Regions from separate parts of the Zea mays genome. Here region 1 is linked to region 2. Evidence: chromatin contacts called from public Hi-C data. All regions are on one chromosome and are shown on one strand. Each heading gives the region's core, a stretch centred on a gene start, on an enhancer-like site or on the middle of the called end of the contact. The rest is flanking DNA. Distances are from core to core; before and after follow the strand shown. Region 1 holds the start of LOC100281176 (VHS and GAT domain protein). Region 2 has its middle 38 kb from the start of LOC103626932.

The links. A called contact is a pair of places that touch in the nucleus more often than the background predicts.
Region 1: a contact with region 2 is called in a Hi-C map of tassel, with 5 times the contacts expected there. The contact joins the promoter of LOC100281176 here to the enhancer-like site in region 2. A contact is called at or near these places in 4 of 25 Hi-C or Micro-C datasets (ear, leaf, leaf mesophyll and 1 more).

What each region holds. Positions count from the first base shown.
Region 1 is chr5:138,570,359-138,574,194 of Zm-B73-REFERENCE-NAM-5.0, forward strand. LOC100281176 (VHS and GAT domain protein) reads left to right here and starts at 1,805. Exons shown (of 10, transcript NM_001154095.2): 1 at 1,805-2,188. The coding sequence starts at 2,088.
Region 2 is chr5:138,372,851-138,376,337 of Zm-B73-REFERENCE-NAM-5.0, forward strand. No RefSeq gene overlaps it. Among protein-coding and RNA genes, the nearest start is that of LOC103626932, 38 kb to the left of the region's middle. Within about 2 kb of position 1,596, at least 16 of the 20 cell types and tissues checked have an H3K27ac peak or open chromatin away from gene starts, as enhancers often do. A contact at or near this core is called in ear, leaf, leaf mesophyll and 1 more, where this site is marked.

The sequences.
Region 1 (3,836 bases), core at 555-3,054, 200 kb after region 2:
GATTGGCAACACCATCAGTTAGCAAGAATGACTTGTCCTAGGGAGGATCTTCAACTCCTGTGAAGAAGAGAATCGAGAGATGTGCAAGGTACGACAACTTCGTAGTTACCATTTTAATTGAAGGTATATGAATGAACATGTTTTGAATGTTAATGCATTAGATTATGAACGGATCTGTCGGATGATTCGATTGGTCCCCCGCATCCGGTGACGCAATCTTCTCAAAGTGCCCCAGTCGAACCGGTGCCTCTTACTAGGGCTCTCGAGCCCCTAGAGACTAAGGATGTAAATGGTCGGTAAAATTCGGTAAATTTACAGTACCGTTTACCGGATTTTTCCGGTCGTTTTCAGATTTTTCGGGATATACGGAAAACGGGACGGAAACGGGATATGTTATTACGAAAATGGTACGATAAACGGTGAGACATATTTACCGTATGTTTTCAGATTTCTCGGGAAAATTCGGTATTTTCCTGTATTTCTTACCGTATTTTCTCGGTCCACAAAACAACCAAGGAGACAGGAACTATACCCGTTAGGGCTTAGGGTGTAGGGTTTCAGATGTCATAGAAGATATATCAAGTGATCCAGACGACATGCCACATGATTTCTAGTTTATGTATCGTGTGTTTAAGACTTATATACTATGTGGTTAAAACTTTAGTGAACATGTATGATCATTTATGTGTGGTCATGACTATGTATTGTGTATTTGTGTGGTTGAGACTTGTATGTGGATGTGAATGAACAATCGTGTTTTAAGACTTATGTATTTTGTGTTAAAATTTAAGAGTGTATGACCAATTATATGTAGACAAGATTGTGTTTTGTGTACTTTTGTGAATGAGACTTGTATGTGGATGTGAATGAACAATTGTGTGGTTAGGATTTGTTTATTGAGCTTTCCGATTACAGTTACCGTTTCCCGATCAATTCCGAGCTATTTTGCTCGGATTTATCCGTTTTTGATATACCGGAATTTACCGACCGTTATCCGTTTCTGACTTTCCCGTTTACCGATTTCGACTGAACAAAAAATTATGCGACTGAAAAGGTGAGAGGTTTTTTTTCGACCATTACCGGCCGTTTTCACCCATACTAGAGACTAGCCATCAAGAGCCGAGCCAACCAATGTTCCGGAGTGCACATCATCCAGTACTTTGTTTCGGTTACGGTACCTGGTGAACCAATGGTTGAGGATCTCACGGTATTGATCAAGCCTTCCAATGCGTTGGTCGAGTCCTTCATCCGCCAAAGCTCTACCTTAGCCCCTAAGATGCCAAAAGGTAAGTGGCCATTGTCTCAACTCGATCAATTTAAAATTCATGATGTTTCAATTTATCAAGCATTATTTGTCATTTAGACCCTATCATCGAAGAAGTTATTCTCGATGTCGGATTTTTGAAAGTCAACTATGTGAGTGAAGACTATACAACGAGACAAATTTATTAAGTCTGATTAATCTATAATTAGCAAACTTCTACCGTAGTATCACATGGATGAATCATAGACTAATTATGTTTAATAGATTCGTTTTACTGTTTAGTTCTTATGTGTCTAATTAGTTTTATAATTAGATGATATTTTAATACTCTAACTAGCATCGGAATACTAAAAATCAATGCCGGCTTCGGGTTGGCGGACACAATCCGCTCGAATTCCAATAATCCAGCAGAATTATATAATGGCGAGTTAGCCGAGTACATCATTGGTCCGGACTCAACTCAAGTGCCTCCCCGTGGCAGTTCAAAGAAAAACTAAAAAAAGAAACAAGAAAAAGACAGAGGCGGAGGAAAACCAACCCGAACAGACAGGGGCGATCAGAAAAGACAAGCAGCGTCGTCACAACACAATTCAGAAATCGTCAAGTCCTATCGTGCTCGCCGAAAGACCGCCGCCTCGAACGGCTCGACACGACGACCTTCGCTCTCTCCGCCACCGAATCCACCACAAAAACCACCATATCCACTTGTTGGCCGGCCGGTCAAGAAGACCAAGGACAAGGGAGAAACGAGGGGTTTAGTTGGGCGCGCGGGCGATCTCTTCAGTAAGGCGTTGTGTGGTGGTGGTGTTTGGACGGAGCGGAGATGTCGTCGGCGATGGTGGAGCGGGCAACCAGCGATATGCTCATCGGCCCGGACTGGGCGATGAACTTGGAGATCTGTGACATCCTCAACCGCGAACCCGGGTGAGGACGCACGCACAACTTTGCTTCTTTTTCTCCCCGTTTCATCTGCGTGTTTCCAGTGCTGGTATTACTGTTCTATTGCTGAATGATGGGGTTTTCTAAATTTTATTGAAAGCAGCCTCCGTTTCTATCAAATGGTGGGGGGAAACTACCTTGGGATGTTCATTTTGTGGTTTCTGGTTATTAGTATATGTCGTCACTTCGTCAGTTCATCTTGTTCTTTGAAGGGAAAAACTGGCTTGGGAGTGTTGGGTCCTGAATTATTCCACCAGTTATAAAATTTAGATGTCGAAGTGTGTTCTGCGATTAAAAACAAATTCTGGCCTAGAGCGTCTCCGACAGTTCCCAAAACATTCTCCTAAGGGAAATTTGGATCCATACCATTAAAAGATCACCACTTTGGATCCATACCATTACTATCTCACTTACATATAGGTCCACATGAGTCAATGACATGTGGGGTCCATGGTATATATCTAAAGTTTGGATCTTTTAATGGTATAGATCCAATTGTTCCTTCTCCTAATCATTCATATGATTTTTTTGTAAGATTGACAAAATACATCTCCAACAACTCTCAATTCCATCCCACGCGTGGGGAAAAAAAAATCCGTGGACTCGCGGTCGTGTGTATACCCCCCCACCCCCCCCCCCCCCCCCCCCCCCTGCCGCGAGATTTTCCGCAGGATCTGCGCGGCCGTGCCCCGAGCTGCGCGTCGCGATTTCCCCGCCACAGAGCGGCCCGGATGCCACACAGTGTTCTGCACCGTGCTGTTCCCCGGCAGCGCCACCGTCGCGTAGATGGTGTACGCGCCGCCCGAGTACTCCGCGGCCGGCCCAGTGGGCACGGCGACCCTGAGGGTGTTGTCGCCGTGCTCTCCAGGTAGGTCATCAGGACGGGCACCGCGCTGTTGCCGCCCTGGGAGTGCGAGGCGATGAACAGGCTCCTGCCGGCCATTGTGCTGGCGAGCTCGGTGTTGACGCCCCCCGCGACCCAGCCGCTGGTGGCCTGCGGCGCCCGGAACGCGTTCGCCGCGTGGTTCGTCCAGTACAGGCTGGCGCCGCGCACGGGGAGGTTAGTGCACCGCTGGAACAATCGCCCTGGCGGAGAACATGGCGGACGAGCAATTCTCTGCTGCTGCACCATGGCGGTGGACGCGAAGAGCACCAGCACGGCAACGAGAAGGAGCAGCGCCGACTGGCGACGAGAAGATGCTCTTACTACCATGAGTTCTGTTGCAGGACACACATGGTGAACTTGGTCATGGTTTTTGTATTGGGGCTAGTTCTTTATGAATTTCGTTTAGTGTTTGGTTCGTTGCCACAACCATAAACTGTAATATGCATATGCTTTATTCATCTCCGGTAAAATTTGCAGACGTGACATATTTGTGGATATTTCGTTTGGTTTTTTTCCTTGCCTTTGACTCTTAGGACTGGGATTCGTCATTTTTATGTTGGCTAAATAAGAATTGTTAATTTCAAGATCATGTATCTTTCATGCTAGTAAGAGTTGAGAATTTAAAGAAAGAGGGGAAGGAGCTCTGCTCATAGTTTTCAATTTCAGGACTGCTTCATAATTTTCTGGGTTTCTTTCTGCTGTCACTTAATGTCTGCTTTCAATTTTCCATCTTGTGAACTATTCTTT
Region 2 (3,487 bases), core at 346-2,845:
CACCGTGTTGACAAGTATCAAATCATTCCCGTTCTCCATGGTTTGGATTAGTTTGACCACGTGTCAGCAAGTTCCAACACACTTATACCTAATGACTTCTTGCATATTAGTTGTTGCCGTGTCATATATCCTTCTCTTTCGTATGCCTCGGTAATGTCATTATACTAATTTGTGCGCTGTCATTATACTAATTTGTGCGCAAGGCGACCCCAATCACTGTCACTGGTGAGCAGCATTCGTGAATCGTGGCCTGTCAGGACCGCGTGACCATCAAAGCAGATGCTCCTGCCATTACAAGTTTGCCTACTCTGGACTCAGGAGTGGACTCCACCACGGTAACGGATAACGTCATTGTCAGTCGTCGTCGTCCACTCCGGCGGATACTACTAAAGCCGCACTGCAGAAAAGACCGTCCATGCACCGTGCGGATTTGGTTGCGTTGCCTGTCGTGGTCGTCGCCGCCTCCGTTCGTTGCCTGCCTCACACACCGGCCATGATAGTACCATCCACGAAGCTTTGAAAATTGAAATTGCCGGCAAGATTTGTTGACCTTTTATTTTGGCATTGCATAATTGCAACCATTCGTCCGCTTAGTGGAGTGGATTTGTGGTCGTTCCCATGTGGCTAAAACAAATCTGAGGTCAACGTGGTCTATTCAAGCCCAAATCTGGAGGGGGAGACACGTGCTGCTTGCTATCTATCTGTATCCGTTACAACAGAAATGACACTCTATCATTGCTAGACGCAAGTTATTCTATACTTTGGTCCTCAAGATATACTGAGCTTAGGACCTATTTGGTAGCAATTTAGTTTTTAAGAATTCAGACTGATTTAAAAAAACTGGTTAACTCGTTAGAAAAATGCCAAAACAAACAACCCATAGTCTAGTCTAGTGTGACGCTGAATTGTCGTCCACGTCTTTCAAGAACCAGAGCTCCGTCGAGGAGTCCTCGGTGTTACAGTAGAGTACCACCAACCCGTTGCTCAAACTGCCCGACTGAAACCGTTTCATCAACATTGTAGTAGAGTACCACTTCTCGATCGATTGCCCAATCGAGCAACGTTGTGTTGTCCTCATCCACGTAGAGCATGTTTATTCAATTGTAACAACCTAAACCCATCACCTAAAAGCAACTCAGTTTGACTTATTAGTTTTCAATAGAAGAAAATATTAGTGTTTTTAAATAATGAAATGGTGACATAATTAAATCGAACAAATTTTTTGAATAGTAAAATTTTAACAAGTGTTTAATGTATTTATTTATAGAGCATGATTTCTGTTTGTTCATAAATTACAAAGGTTTTATTTTTAATTACTTTATTTTCTTTTGTGTGTGAAGACCACTTTATTTTATTAAATGACAGATTTTAGGTCTAAAAGTATCTGATCTAAAAATTGGTACTTTCAACTATAAAATATTTTTTGATTTATAATATTTTAATATATATTACAAATGTATAAAAAAAAAGAAAAAGGAAAAAAAACAAAACAGACGTCCGCTCGGCCCTTGGCCGAAATGGCCTATATGGCCTAGCCGGTTTCTATTCCCCTCACCTTCCCTTTCTCTCCATGACGTGCGTGACCCACCTCGCATTATTTCTCTTTTTTCCCGGGGATCCATCCGCCCACTCATCTCCCTCTCTCTCTCTTTCACCTGTGCATTGTCCCACACGTCAGGTAGGGAGCGTCTTCAACATCGTATTCCTCTGCTACGGCTGATGTTCCATCGTAGCGTTCGCCTGCATCATCCGTTCGTGGCCGCCCCGCCGCCCGCTCAACTTCCACTTGGTGGAGCAGCCGCCGTGCTGGCTGTCCGTCTCCCGCGTTGCATTTACTGCTTCGTGCGTAATTAATGGTGGTTGGCGCAACCGTTCTTTCTCCCGACGTCCTCTCCTCTTCTTGCCCTCCCCTCCCAGGCATTTCTCTCTATTTCCTCGATGCCACTAATGTTTGTCTCGTCCGTTCTCTACACAATAAAGCAAGGGTTCAATTTGCAATTTAATTTGTGATTAATTTGATCCTAATCCACCTCATCTCCTCTTCAATATAAGACGCAGTACCCCTCCCATTTCCTCCTGCTGCAAACGCTAGCGCATGTTCATCCTCCTTGTTTGCCATTGATGTCGCTTGCTACTCATGAAGGCCTTCCTGCTTGCAAAGTCTGTCTCCGTTCACCGGCACCGTGAAGGAGCTTGCCCGATCATGCTGTTGTTTATGCCTTGCTGTGTACGTTGTTGTCGACGAGAGATCCAACTCGAACCTAGTCGTTGGTGCGTAGTCGTGGAGCCGAGCCCTTCTCCATTCTCTAGGGTCGATCGTGCTGTTCCACTTCTACTGCTGCAAGCGTGAGGTTAAAGAAGATGAAAATTTAAACGCTACACCATAAAAGTCTAGTCACAATTTCGTATAAATTTATGCCATCACTACCGGACACAGCTCCTTTGCCGAGTGCCTAAGGCACTCGGCAAAACCTAGAAAACACTCGGCAAAGAACGCTCGGCGAACTGTACATCGGCAACGGCCTCTTTGCCGAGTACCTTTTATCGGACTTGCCGAGTGCCATTTGGTACTCGGCAAAGAAAAGTCGCCGTCACGACGCCAAGTGACGGTGACGGATCCTTTGCCGAGTGTCTTCATTGGCACTCGGCAAAGAAGCCAATTTTACCGAGTGTCTGCTATCATGGCTCTCGGCAAAGACGGCTCCAGTGGGCCCCTCCGCCAGTCCCTTTGCCAGTACCTTTGCCGAGTGCGCTGGGCGGCACTCGGCACAGGTAGCTTCTTTGCCGAGAGCCTTGACCACAGCACTCGGCAAAGAAGGCTTTACCGGTTCCCAGGTGTGCCTTCTTTGCCGAGTGCCATGGTCATAGCACTCAGCAAATATACCCTTTGCCGAGTTTTACACTCGGCAAAGTGACCAGAAAGTCCCTTTTTTATTTGTTTTTGCTATTCCATCCAAACAAATAAAAGATATATAGCATTCACATCACATTATATATCATTCGCATCACAGAATCAACACATTTATCATCAACACCATATATATCACAAATATCACCACATAAATCAGGTTTCACAGCACATAAGTCTCACTAAGTATGTCACAAGACCAAGTATAACTAACATCACCAACACTCACAAATATAAGTCTGGATCATCACAAAACAGGTCATCAACGAGGTGGGCGGCTGGACTGGTTCGGCGAAGGGCTGGACAAGCGTGAGGGTTGTTCGACGCCTCCGATTGACCCTGCACAGAGAAGAGATTGCATGTGTGAGAACATATGAATATATATCATGCAATACTAAAATTTTGATACTCACAGGAGTAGTGAACTCAGCAGGGTCAGCTGCAGGGAACAACAGAGGTGGTGGAGCATGACCCTGTGCGGCGCCAAGGCTCTGCATGTACGCGAACATCTCTGCCATCCTCTTCTCCAGCTCCTCATGTTGCCTCCTCTCATCTTCTAGCTGAGTCTGTAATATTTCA